Linked DNA regions of Zea mays: regions 1, 2, 4 and 5 are each linked to region 3. Evidence: chromatin contacts called from public Hi-C data. All regions are on one chromosome and are shown on one strand. Each heading gives the region's core, a stretch centred on a gene start, on an enhancer-like site or on the middle of the called end of the contact. The rest is flanking DNA. Distances are from core to core; before and after follow the strand shown.

Region 1 (2,700 bases), core at 56-2,555, 260 kb before region 3:
GTCGAAATAAAGGGGATAGAGTTCCCCGTCGATCTGGTAGTAATGGGTACCCGTGATGTATACATAGATGTCATCTTAGGTATGAATTGATTGATGAAGTATCAAGGTGGCCTTAGCTGTGATAAGAGGACTGTGAGGTTGGTGTACTTATCAGGAGAAGAAGTAGTGGTGGAGCTGATCTTGTCTGAACCAAGGAAAGGAAGCTATCACCAGATATCTGTTGATAGTAAGGGAGTCAATCCGCTTGAAGTTATCAGAGTGTCCAGACCAGAGCTAGTGGAACTCAAGAAGCAGATAGACGAGTTGTTGGAGAAGGTTTACATCAGACCCAACACCTCGCCTTGTGCCGCTCCTGTGTTGTTTGTAGAGAAGAAGGATGATACAAAGAGGACGTGCATAAATTACTGAGCTTTGAATGAGGTCACTATTAATAACAAGTACCCCTGCCCAGAATAGAAGATCTGTTCGACCAGCTGAGAGAAGCCAGTGTGTTCTCGAATATAGATACGAGGTTAGGTTAGCATTAGCTCAGAATCCGACCTTCCGATGTACCGAAGATAGCATTTACCACCAAGTATGGATTATATGAGTTCACAATGATGTCCTTTGGTCTGACAAATGCGCCAACTTTCTTCATGTATCTGACGAACAACATGTTCATGGATTACCTAGACAAGCGTCACACCTCAAATCCTATTGTGGTGATTAGAAAAGTTCTACAAAGTATTTGAATTAAAAAAAATTTGTTGTTATCTTTGAAACTATTTTTCTAAAACCAAATAAATGGGGAAAATAAAATATTAGCTATGTGTTTAAATCATTTTAAAAAAATATGATGTAGTAGTTTACATGAATTGTATTGAAGATTTGGTGGTTTCCAAGATAGAAAGGTTATTTAAATTTTAGGTGGTGTGAATTATGAATTTGAAATTAAATTCTTAAATAAATAAATAAAATGAACTTTGCATTGGATGCTGGTAAATTTCTTTGGTTGTTCATTTTAAATAAATTTTGAAATTCAAAGGCCTGATTTGAATTGGGATTCAAACTTGAATTAAATAAGTTAAAATAGATAATATAAAATATAAAAGAAAAAGAGAAACTACCTAGCCGCGCGGGACCTTTCTTCAACTCGGCCCACCTCTTATCTACTCTCAGTCGATTGGGACGGCTCGGATTTGGCCCAATGAACCCCAGCCAACCGCGACCATCTGTGTTCACATCTGGGTTGGCACCGACATGTGGTCCCCTTGGCCGGCCACACAACATGTCCCCGTCACTCGCAGGTGGGGTCCCCACACCATCCCTTTCTCACCACGTAGCACCATCACTCATTGACATGTGGGGCCACATTGTCAGAACTACCCCCTTCACCATAGCAAACTCCACGTCAAACGCGACTTCGGTTGTGCTCTGAGCTCCCATTTTCCGGTGGGATTCACCCAGGGACGGTTCTCCCTCCCCCTCCCTTCGAAGTTGGCAGTATAAAAGCCAAGTTCGCCTTCTCATGACTGCCATATCCATTCAGCCCGTGCATGCGCAAACATAAGGAAGGCACCGCCGCGTGAGCAGAGAGAGGTCAGGGAGTGGGAGAAAGTGGCTGCCGCGGTTGATTCAAGCATATGGCAATGTTGAGTCCTCGGAATCGGGCCAGTAACCCTCGCCATGCAGTGCACAATACATACGTGGCTTCACTTGGATGGAGTCGTGCTCGGATCGCGGAGGAATTGCTCACCAAAGCTATCAAGCCACCGTGGATTCGCAGATCCCCGTGGGCGGGATTGCTCGGCACAACAATCAGGGCTGATTTGGTGATTAGGGATCCCTAGGGGATCCATGGGGGAGGAATACCCTTGCAATTCAATTTTGAATAGCAAGAGGATTTTTTCCCTTAGGATCCCCGGTCACTAAATCAGACCTCAGTGGTAAGGGTGCCCTGCCTAGTTCCTTGTTTCTTGCGCATGCCTCTTCACTAGTCGTCAGGTAAGGGAAAGCTTTCGGGCGCTGAGATGGGTGTTCGTCGGTGATGCCCTGCTGTGTGGGGTGGGCCTGTGCCACCGGTCCGACCGATGGGGGTGGACGACATGCTTGTGTTGTTGGATGAATCACACATGGTTGGGATTAGACCCTAGCATACCCCTTCGACTATTTAATCTGAGTCGTGGATAGTTGAACGGGCGGTTCCGGTTAGAGATAAAGTAACGCTTTGGCCGAGCATATGTGGATCGTTGATCTGTGATCTATCGGCTCGCGCGCGGTCAGCGTTATGCAGCCATGTAAATCTTTCTAGAGAGCCCTAGATTTTTATAGAATCAACCCGACATCCTTTCCTTCGCAGAGACTATAACAAATAGATCCAAAACTTTATAATATTAACCTTCAGATTTATGAATATAATACCCGCAGTCCAAGAGTCCACCGATTTATATAAAATGAATAAGAAATTGATTTTTGGTATTAAAATAAATCTATAATGTTTAAATAAATCATAACTTGTTCATTTTATCTCCGATTTACTTCATTCAAGTTGTGTTAGTCTCGTATTAAATTTGTCTACGGAGTAACAACATTATTTTTTGTTATATCACCTATTTTTATATATAGATAATTATTCAACCTATGTTTAGTAGATGGATCTAGTTCATCAAAGTTAACCATTCATAAATATAAACTGACTTAAAATAAAATCTCTAATGAAGA
Region 2 (2,700 bases), core at 70-2,569, 360 kb before region 3:
GGTTGTTGTTGCCGGAATTGGACGGGGACGGACGGAAGGGGGACGACATACGATTCTATCCATATACGAAACTGGTGTATTATAATAATCGAGATATAAACCACTTGAATCTCTAACAAATTCTTATAACTGGGGGTGGTGGTGGTAACAAAGCCTTAACGAAACAGGACCCCCGCCACTTGAATGAGTACGAAACAGCCTGACGGATGCTCAATCGGTTTGGTTTGGTTGCGTGACAAGTCGTCGATCCGGTTAGGGAGCTTCACACCAAAGGAAACTTACCGACGCGGCAAAGCAGCAGCAGCAACGACGACGGAACACGAGTCACATAGGAATAGGACGGGACGACGGGAAGGTTAGGATGCTGCTGGCCTGCCCGTGTAAAGCGAGGCAGCAACCACCGCAAGCGTATGACGCAGGAGCAAGTTGCTAGATTCTTCTTCTTGTCCAGACCCAGTCCAGCTCGGTTCCGGCTGCGAGCACGTTTTCCTTGGACCATTGGATGGACTGGACTGGACTGTACCGTGGCTGCCGCGCGACACATGCATGTACGTGTACGTGAGATGGGGACGTCTCGTTTGTCCGGGCCGGCGTTTTTGGTGGGCGGAGACGCGTGATCAGGTCAGGGAGGGGCTAGTTTGGCCCCCTAGATTCGCGCGTCTGTGCCTGCCTCCGACGCGCGGTCGTCATCACGCCGATGCTCGGCTTTCCTCTCCTAGACATACCACTCCCAGCCACTAGCAACACAGTAGTTGTAGCCAAAGGACCATCGACCAGGGCTGCCTCTTTTCTCTGGATGGAATAATAAAAATAAGGCTTTTTGTTTAAAACAGTGGACACCAATGCGGTAGAGCCAACTGTCAGGTCGGCCCCGCTCGCCAGCGCCAGAGGACCCAGCCCCCCAGCTGCAGTGCACTGCCACCCAAATGACTCACCCACCGGCGACACGCCCGTTCCACTGACCGGACCAACCAGCCTGACCCAAGGCCAAGCGCGCACGGCACGAACACGGATCCTTCCACTGCCACTGCCACTGCCACTGCCACGCGGGACCCAACCAGCCAGCGAACGCCTCCTAGGCCACGTCCGCGCGGCCGAACAACCACTCCGGCACGCATCCACCGGCACGCGGGGCCACATTGACGGGCACGCACGCGCAGGCCAGGCAGGCAGAGGCCACAGGCGGTGGCCTTGTGGCGCGGCGCAGGAGCAGGCCTTGCCGCGCCGGCGCTGCCTTGCTCGCGAAGACGCCAGTTCCCAACTATTTGCGGAGCCGAGAGCCGGAGGCGGAGGCGTTAAGCGTAAGGCAGCGAGCATAAAGCGCCCTGGCGCCCGCCCGCCCGCCGCAGCCGCACCAAAGCCTAGCCACCCTCCTCTGCCCTCGAGTCCACGTCTCGTCTCCTCGCTCCACTCGCCAGTCGCCACCCAAGCCGGAGCGAACCCGCTGCCCGAATAGAGTAATCCGAGGAGCCAGCCAAATGGTGGTGGCCGCGTGAGTGTAGGGTCCGGGGGATATAGAGAGAGAGAGACTAGGGGCCGGCCGCGATGCGGGCGTGGGAGATGCACCCGCTCTGCTGCCTCGCCGGTGAGTGGCCGGCCTCGGGCGGCGGGCTCGCGCCCGGCGACCGCTCCCCGCCGGCGGAGGACGCGGGGGCGGCGCCGGCGGTGGCGGGGGTCCTGTACAAGTGGACCAACATCGGCAAGGGGTGGCGCCCGCGCTGGTTCGCGATCCGCGGCGGCGTGCTCGCCTACTCCAAGATCCGGCGCCGCGTCGCGGCGGAGCCGCGTCCCGAGGCCGCGGGCGGCGTCCGGCTGATCGGGGTGGCGCGCGGCGCCGCGGGCGCCGCTGAGCGCCCCATCGGATTCGTGCCTCTCAAGGTCACCCCTCGCGCTCTCGTCTCCTCTCCTCTCCTTCTCGTCTCGATTCGTTGCCTGATTTTTTCCCCCCGAATTTTTTTATGCCGCCCTCCCCGTTTCGCCATGAATGGTCTCGCCATTGTTTAGAGCAGCGACGCATTGCAGTGCGTCGATTTTATCCTCAAAACTGGGGAACACCGAGCATAATAATCGTTCGTTAAATAGTGCTATCGATACGCATTTCGTCGAGCAAATCGACTTCAAAATTTCTGCTACAGTTAGTGGAGCTGGTCTCCTGCGATCCCTCTCTTTTCCGCGTCGCGTCGGATCGAAACAGTCCAACAGAACAGACGAGCACAGGAACTCCAGTCTCCAGCTGTAAAAGTTACCTCGTGCCGTACCATCGTCACGATATGCGGCGGGGATCGTTTTGCAAACGCAATAGCACTCATCATGCTCACGCTCACGCTCCTGGTAAAGGAAACGATGGAAAGTTGCTAGTATATACACTGCTACAAGAAATTGCTAATCCCCTGTCGGAATAAAGCGATGCCTTGTTTTGATTGGAGCTCGCCTTTTACAGCGTCAGCTTAGTGTGAAAGAACAGTCTTTGCATCGACTTGCAACAGTGGTGTTTCCCGTGCTCCCCAGGGAAGGGGCCAGCGACAGGTGGGGGCAACCGGGCTCCCAGCTGGATCTTGTTCAAACGCCCTGGTGTCTTGGCGCCTCCGTTTTGTGTCGCATTGGCATTTTGGAAGTGCATGGGTTAGTGGGAATGTGAGGAGGTACGGATCACTCTGTCCTTAGCAAATTGAAGGGTCTGGGAGCTTTTTAAAGGCTCAT
Region 3 (2,700 bases), core at 129-2,628:
TAGCTTGACCTGCACTACAAAGCTTGACCTTTTCAAACACAACATCTTTCAAACCTCTAACCTTTTCTTTGTTCAGAAGCTTCTTAAGTGTCCCCATTACAACATGTGCAACCTCCATGCCATAACCATCCAAGTGATGTTTTGGTGAAGAGGCAAGTCCTTAGGTTAGCATCCTCAGAAGTGAAAACCACCAAATTAAGTTGTTATATCTAAATACCTTAGGTGAAAACCACCAAGTCCTTAGGTGATCATCCACTTTAGACACAACAACTTATTTCTCTGTGAATAAACATTGAATTCCAAGATCACACAATTGACTAACTGACAATCAATTGAAGCTCAAAGATGCAAGTAAGAGGACATTTGAATTGTTCTCAAAAGTTATCTTGTCTTGATCATCCACATCTTCATCAAGAGAGGTGAACATCAATGGGTCACCGGTCCTATGTTAACTGCAACCACTATCAATTACCCAACGACTCCCACTGGTCTTATAGTTCACCTACACGCAAGGCAGATCAAGCTTGATTTTTAGGCACCCAAACTTGATGGGGCCTACAACTTTCTCAATCAAGGACTTTTCAACCCAAATCTTTTTAGGCCTACTCTTGTTAGGTGGACCTAAAAATGTGACTTTGACCTTTCCACTTGTGTCCTTTCTAAGCAAATAATGAGCATTGAAGGCGAAATGTCTTAAGTGTTTGGGCAAAGGATTATGTGGAGTGGCTTTGCAATTATGAGCAAAATGTCCCTCTTTTCCACACACAAAACATTTAATATGCTTAGGAGCTTACTTTGGCTTGTTTTTCATTTTGTGTTTTTTTTTCACAAAAGATTTGTATCCAATACTACTTTTATCAACTTTTATCTAGCTATTGGAGTTTTTTTTTAAAAAACTCTATTTATATAAATTATAAAATAAATACTTCAATTAAAAAACCTCTATTTGGCCAGCTAAACATGAAAATATTGAAACCCCTTCAAAGCCTAGTGGAAGGTAACTTAAACGGTTTTAAGAGTTAAGACCAGTTAAAACCGCTTTGGAACATAGCAATAATTTTTTCTCATTTTAGTTTTTAATTAAAATAAACTGGTTTCTATAAAAAAATTGTATTAAGAAGCTCAATTATTTCGAGGGAAAATAGCAATAGTATGTGGAGATAGAATGGACTTCTAGAAAAATCAGAAGCCCAGAAGATGGGTCACAACGGCCCTTCTGAGTTGGGCAATTGTTTTCTTTATCTCATCTGAGTGAGGCTTAGAGCTCACTAAAATGGGCCTACCCATTCGGCCCTTATGGAACTGGATCTCTAGGTGTCATTGGCTGGGCGGCTGGGCCATGGTCCATGGAGTCGTTGGTACCACGGGCGCTGCCGTCAGATACTCAGATCTCGTCTCCAAGGTGTCGGAGATGGACTTGCCGGCGAACCGCGGCCGGTGGCGCAGGCGGAGCGCCCGATCGCACCTGCCTCTCGTCGTGGCCGTCCTCGTGCTCCTTCTTCCGGCCTATCTTCTCTTCTCATCGGCCTACTCCACCACGCTCCGCGCTCTCTTCGCTTTCCCCTTCGCCCCCGGCGGTGGCGAGGCGCCCCGGTGCGGGGGCTCAGTGGAGCTCGAGGGTCAGAGGTTCCTGTGGTACGCACCGCACAGCGGGTTCAGCAACCAGGTGGGCGAGTTGCGGAACGCGGCAGTGGCAGCCGCTCTGCTAAACCGCACTCTCGTTGTGCCCCCCGTGCTCGACCACCACGCCGTCGTCCTCGGGAGCTGCCCCAAGTTCAGGGTCACCGACCCTTCCTCGCTGCGCGCCGCTGTTTGGGACCACACCATGCAACTCCTGCTGGATCGAAGGTAAATACCAGACTTGGCATTCAACTTCACCGAGTTCGTTTGGTCTCTGGTGTATCAGAAATTGCTTGGATTCGAATTTGGTCTACACTTTTTGCTTCCACCTTGCTTATTGTGAAATGACTCAAATGATGGAACAATGTGGCGACCCTATTGCTACATCAGAATCTCGGTTATTTAAAGGATAGCAGATCACTTGGCAATGACATCACTCAGTTTCCTTTGATTAAGTGAGGTCATTTCTGATTGGAAGATAGTGAAGTATTCTATGTTGCACTCGCACACCTCGAGCAACCACTTTTCACATTGTGCATAACTGATCGCCGATTCATTGTGGACTGTTGTTAATGCTTATTTGTTTAACATTCAGGTATGTTTCAATGGGTGACATAGTTGATCTATCCCCAATCGAACCAATGGTTAGGACTATCGACTTCAGGGTTTTTGTCTCCCTGTGGTGCGGTGTAGACATGCGGAAGACTTGCTTTTCTCGGCTGTGCTGTGCTGTTTCTGGTGGTAGCTCTAGGCCAGATGACTACAATAAATGCCGATCTTTGCTGTCTGGTCTAGGAGGCAGTGAAAAAGGCTGTGTGTATCATGTACATGACGATTGTAGAACAACGGTCTGGACATACCAACAGAATGATGATGGGGCGTTCGATCAGTTTCAACCAGATGAAGAATTGAAACGGAGGAAGAAGATCTCATATGTCCGGAGACGCAGAGATATGTACAAGGCTTTAGGGCCTGGTTCACAAGCTGAGGATGCTACTTTGCTGGCATTTGGGACACTCTTCTCAGGACCATACAGGGGATCTGAGTCTTATTTTGATATCCATGAATCGCCTAAGGACC
Region 4 (2,700 bases), core at 113-2,612, 460 kb before region 3:
CACGACACGACGATCGTGTCGAGCTGGCCCAGGCACTATTAAATGGGCAATGCCCCGGATCAGCCTGCCAGACACGACCCATTTGGCCATCTATACCTCCGCACGATAATGATGGTCCTCGCCTCAGTTGCCGCCACCTCGTTCGTCATCCTACTTCTTTTCTCTCTCCCCTCATACCTCTCCCTTCGCGCCACCTATTCTCGATAGAGGGCGTGGGAGCAGGCACCTCCTCCCTGTATTCGTCCGACACAAGCCCCGACAGCGACCCGCCCAACGACTATTGCACGTCCACGAGGGTGTTTCACAGCATGCACGCACCATCGTTTTCACCGTCGTCGGACGTCCCGTTCGTCTTCCCGGCCTTTGCCCTGTTCTTCCTCCTCAACCTGCTACCCCTGCCCACGGTCGCAGCCGCGAGCCGACCGACGCTCGTCGACACGGGTACGGGTGAGTCGGTCTTACTCCTAGCTTTTCTTCGTGCGTGCCGCCGGGAGGACACGATGGCACCTGCCACGCTTAGGTTATCTTGACGATGACGAGTCCAGATCTGAGATATTGGACAACCAAGGCCTATAGCGCGGCAACAGTCGGCATATGCTACGAGTTGGTGGTGGTGTTGTGTCGCCTCGGCGGATCCATAGGCTGGAAGGCACTCACATTCTCTCGCTCTTTTCGGACTGACACTTGGTGCGGGTGTCTCTCGATTTGGAGCTGCTCTAGCTGGGCTTCTTTCTCCGCTTGCATGCTCTCTCTCTGTATGTATCTAGCGGTATACTACCCATGTTACCTCCAGATGTCCATGTCTTCGTCGTGTCCTTCTCCGGCAACGAACAGGTATGACTGCCTCTTTCCTTCTTGATCTACGAAATCTTGAAGTGGGGGAGTCGAGGGATGAGGGTTCCTGATTTGCTGCCTATAGTATCCATTCGATAGCTCGGCATCGCATGTCTACATGGTCTTTCCTTTACCACGATGTCGACTCGGTTAGTTAAATAAAAAAATTATTATGCGAAGAACAGAGACAATCAATAAAAAATCTTGAGATCTTTTTGGTGGATAATTTACGTGGTATTGTTGTGAGCCGTCGCAACACACGAGTAACCGACTAGTTGTTATAATATACAACATCTAACATGTGCAAAATAAATAACGGCTGTGATGCATGATTTGCCGGATTGGTGTCTTGTTTGCCGTCAGCGGCCAACCGTCCCCGTAGCTCGAGTGTCTGTCGTCACGTCTTGCTCGCACCACGGCGGCGGGCAGTCGCGGGCGAATCAGCGAGGAAGCGCTGTGAGCAGGACAGGGCAACTGGGCCGCGAGACCGCCGGCGACTCCATATGAGGATAGAAAGCGAGGGAAAGAAAGATGAAACGTCGTTGGGACCCTAACTGGATCGTGACTACCAGAATACGATTCGGAAAAAGAAGAAGCTGTGATGGGCTTATGTCCCTTGGCTCGTTGTTGTTGTTGGGCCTTTACAAGCTACTATCAAATACTATACATAAGCTTAAGCTGCCTATAACATAAATAGATATAAATAACTTTTGAAGCCTTCAGACAGCAGGCTGATAATGATCCCATAATAAAAGTGGATCGATGATGATTATTATCCTATTTTGTGTAAAAAAATTTAGTAACGACAATATTAGTAGTTGTAGCAATAGTAATATTAAGAATAGGAGTATTAGTAATACAACAACAACAATACTTCCATTGACAGTAGCAACAACAACAAATAATAAGCACTTTGGGTGAGGCAAAAGAGGGACATACCCTTGGATCAAAGCGTTAACTTCTGGCCACAATTGAAAGTAAATCGATTCTCAAAATATATCCGCTTCTCCCGTGTTCCATTAGCTGGCCCAATAAAACTTCACTACTACAGACCAGGAGAATACTTTAAAAGGCTAATCAGACATGTTCTTCAACTCTGATCGCCAAGCTTCCAGAAAGCCACTTTCCATGATGGGCATTATCCTAATTGGACCTTTAGTTAAACATGCCCATGACCTAAAGTACACACACACAATACTGATATGATAATTATTGTTTTGTTGCTCTGGTGAACATATGGATAAATAATTTAGAAGGCTACATTCCACTCTAAGAAAGAAGAGAGGAGTGCTGATCTAAATGGTCCTTCAAAGAAATACTTCGTAATGATACTTATAATACCATATCTGTGCAGACGTGTGCCACCTCTGTTGTAACTGTCCAAAGAATAAGAACTTCCAACTGTTACTTTTTCTTTGTGTGTTTACATGGCAGGATAGCAAGAATATTCATGTAACTGAACATATTAACTTGCAAAGTGATGTTTTGTTTTACTGTTAGAGGATAGGGTTAATTAGATGTGTGCCATTACATTTTTTCTGCTTTTGACATATGCCATTAAACTGTTTAGGCTGTTAACCCTGCCATTAAACTTCATAAATTTGGAATACACCATGCTTTTTGAATCAAGTCCACCGGCACGTATTCGTATTTTCCTGTTTCCCATCCTATCCCTAGGCCGTTCTTTCATTTGCCCATCGTGCCAACAGCACCCATCCGCTATGTCCAGCCACCAGGATCGTCGGCTAGCTCCCTGTGCAACTGATACTCGCTAGTGATTGCTAGCTGACATCCAGATTTTCTACAAGTCACACTATAAAAGGAAAAAAACAGTCTTTGCTAGCCGACATCCACATGCCTAACAGT
Region 5 (2,716 bases), core at 56-2,555, 430 kb after region 3:
TCACCCAAGGCAGAGTGCTAAGAAACCCTAACGAGGGCCTATGTGGGTAAATACCGGTTTTACCTCTGAGAGGTCTTACGTTTCTATATAAGCAACATGTACACTACCTCATAATACAGTGAAGATGCCCAACCTTAATCATGTGTCTCGTGTATTCTCTGTTGTGCTTATGGGAAAAGAGACGAGTCTTTAACATCTTCTCGCATTTAATGACGAGAGAGAATAAAGCGAATCTAAAGATCTGTGATAACGTAGCTATATTTCTCGAGAATTAGAATCGGTCCTAGGGATGGCAACGGTTAAAATATCCGCGGATACTGTCTCTGGACACCCATATCCGCGACTTATATCCGATATCCGAACTCGTACCCGTTATCCACCATGGATAACAAACAGTATCCACATCCGTTACCCGCGGATAACGGATATCCGCGGATATATCCGTTTGCCCACTACACATACAAAATATTTAAATCCAGCAAATTCAAACATGATATCATATTTGTCCAACAAACAAATTTAAATATGATAAAAACATAAAGTCATACAGAATCTGTCCAGCAAATTCAAACATGATATCATATTTGTCCAGCAAATATAAAATTGTCTAGCAAAATCAGATCTGAGCTTCCTCTTTGATCCTGATGAAGCAGGCGGCCAGGCACGTAGGGAGTCAGCGATGCAGGGAGCCAGGGACTGAGGACAAGCTACGCAGGGAGTCAGCGATGCAGGGACTGAGGACGAGCTGGAGATCTGCGCTCTGTGCCCGGGAGCCGCGCAGGGAGCCAGGGACCCGGACCGGTAGGGGGCAGCGACTGCGGGGGTCTGGGAGAGGTGAGATGGAGTGGGCGGTGGCGGTAGGAGTGGCCGAGTGGGAGAGGACAGAGGAGGAGAGAATGAGATCGGAGAATGGACTGGCCGAGCGAGGGCTTCGCTAGATTGATGGAAGCATGGAGATTGGAGAACGGTTGTGGCCTTGTGGGCTGTGGCGATGTGGCCCATGGGCCTGCGGGACGGGTGTAATTTTAACGGATATTCGGGTAATTGGGTATGGATATTGATTTTTCCTATCTGTTTTAAAAATATCCACGGATATCAAGTGCTACTCGTATCTGTATCCATGTATACAGACTCGTACCCAAAACTGTGTCCAACAGATTTTTTATCCGCGGGTACGCGGATAAATGACATCCATTGCCATCCATAATCGGTCCACCGCTCGCATAAGGAGCTGAGCGGCGCGGGGGTGGCGAGACACGGGCCAGGTAACTGATCCGGCCCAGCCCACGTGCGCGCGCGTGCTCCCCGCGCACCGTCGCTGCAGGATCAGCACGGCATGGGCTCGCCTGATGCGATGCGTTGTCGGTGGCGTGTGGCGTATGCCGGGCCCCGGCCCACGGGGCCTCTCTCCGATCTCCTTCTCTGGCTCCGGCGCGAATGAGCGCGGTTGCTTTGCCCCGTCCGCGCTGCTTATCGGGTCGGGGGATGCGAGGACCTGGTGGCAGGCACCACACCAGGGAGGCAGTCCGTTGCGCCGCGTCGCTAGCTCGCAGTCGCAGGTCGCAGCGCCTCGCTTCGGCACACGGATCACGCACGCACAGGAAGGAATTGAACGAGCCAGGAAAAGCCGGAGTGGCTAAGCCAAGCTGGCTTTTACCGGAGCCGCGGAGCGGGATGGACCGGCCGTCTCTTTCTGCTCATGTTTCCTTCGCCCTGCTCTTTCTTTCCATATGGTTCACACAACGCTGCGCTGAAAACGGCGTGGATGTTAGCTACCTTGCCACCGGGAGATTGTGTGGATGCCATACTTGCAGCTGCCTCAGACAAACAAGGGAACGCATACAGTTAGTAGAAACTCTGGAACGTCTTGATTGACCAATCATAAATTGGACTAGCTAGTAGCTACAACGCTTTCAGACGCCTTTTTTTTTCTTTACACTCATTCTCACGATGGTCCAATAATTTTTGGAAACTAACTAGAGTCCAGCTAGCAAGACATGATATCGTAGTCTTTGGAAAAGATCGAACGAGCGGAGCAGCTGTAACTCTCGCTCGCCCACCACCACAGGATCGCCGAGGCAATGGCCGACGTCGCCGTCGTGAATCCACAGCCACGCGGACGCCGCCGCCTCCAGTAATCTTTGCTTGTGTGATGCTGCTGTAAAGGTGCTTGATCTGATTGCTGGATCAAGAAGCAATCTATAGCATTGGTTTTTCTCCACTGCGCTACTACTCCATGGACCGCACTCCAGAGTCCAGACAGTTGTCCCTATGATCCTAGGGTATGTACAACTGTGCGTAATAGGGGTGGATGTTCGGCTTATCCAAAAATTTCGGGTCGAATAATTTGGGTATTTTAAATTTTGGATTTTGAGAATCGATACCCGAAATTACAATGGGTTAGGTACTCGGAATTTCGGGTTCGGGTTCGGTATTCCCGAACTACCCGAATTATTGTGTTGGCTTCATAAAAACACATACACCCTATTAAATTAATATAAAAATATAGTTTGAATAATAATATACATGGACATATAAAACACAAGCAATTTACAATCAAAAGTTATGCACACTTACATATAATTATAGATGTACAAATTAATAATTAAGCATGACATGAGTACATGACACATGAAAGTTCGGGTATTTCGGGTACCCGACTGTGATACCCGAATTATCCCGAAATAAATTCGGGTTATGCAAGTTGCTACCCGAA

What was found. Hi-C and Micro-C count contacts between places; a contact is called where the count stands out from the background.
Region 1: a Hi-C map of leaf shows a contact between it and region 3, with 5 times the contacts expected there. The contact joins the enhancer-like site here to the promoter of LOC100192532 in region 3. A contact is called at or near these places in 3 of 25 Hi-C or Micro-C datasets (bundle sheath, leaf and tassel).
Region 2: a Hi-C map of ear shows a contact between it and region 3, with 4 times the contacts expected there. The contact joins the promoter of LOC100502349 here to the promoter of LOC100192532 in region 3. A contact is called at or near these places in 3 of 25 Hi-C or Micro-C datasets (ear and leaf).
Region 4: a contact with region 3 is called in a Hi-C map of ear, with 3 times the contacts expected there. The contact joins the enhancer-like site here to the promoter of LOC100192532 in region 3. A contact is called at or near these places in 3 of 25 Hi-C or Micro-C datasets (ear and leaf).
Region 5: a Hi-C map of ear shows a contact between it and region 3, with 3 times the contacts expected there. The contact joins the enhancer-like site here to the promoter of LOC100192532 in region 3. A contact is called at or near these places in 2 of 25 Hi-C or Micro-C datasets (ear and leaf).

What each region holds. Positions count from the first base shown.
Region 1 is chr1:90,520,161-90,522,860 of Zm-B73-REFERENCE-NAM-5.0, forward strand. No RefSeq gene overlaps it. Among protein-coding and RNA genes, the nearest start is that of LOC100383177, 58 kb to the right of the region's middle. Within about 2 kb of position 1,306, at least 18 of the 20 cell types and tissues checked have an H3K27ac peak or open chromatin away from gene starts, as enhancers often do. A contact at or near this core is called in bundle sheath, leaf and tassel, where this site is marked.
Region 2 is chr1:90,417,455-90,420,154 of Zm-B73-REFERENCE-NAM-5.0, forward strand. It overlaps LOC100502349, which reads left to right and starts at 1,320. Exons shown (of 10, transcript NM_001363268.1): 1 at 1,320-1,878. The coding sequence starts at 1,546.
Region 3 is chr1:90,782,291-90,784,990 of Zm-B73-REFERENCE-NAM-5.0, forward strand. LOC100192532 reads left to right here and starts at 1,379. Exons shown (of 2, transcript NM_001367478.1): 1 at 1,379-1,848; 2 at 2,216-2,700. The coding sequence starts at 1,412.
Region 4 is chr1:90,319,964-90,322,663 of Zm-B73-REFERENCE-NAM-5.0, forward strand. No RefSeq gene overlaps it. Among protein-coding and RNA genes, the nearest start is that of LOC103637635, 9.0 kb to the left of the region's middle. Within about 2 kb of position 1,363, at least 17 of the 20 cell types and tissues checked have an H3K27ac peak or open chromatin away from gene starts, as enhancers often do. A contact at or near this core is called in ear and leaf, where this site is marked.
Region 5 is chr1:91,213,331-91,216,046 of Zm-B73-REFERENCE-NAM-5.0, forward strand. No RefSeq gene overlaps it. Among protein-coding and RNA genes, the nearest start is that of LOC103637641, 65 kb to the left of the region's middle. Within about 2 kb of position 1,306, at least 19 of the 20 cell types and tissues checked have an H3K27ac peak or open chromatin away from gene starts, as enhancers often do. A contact at or near this core is called in ear and leaf, where this site is marked.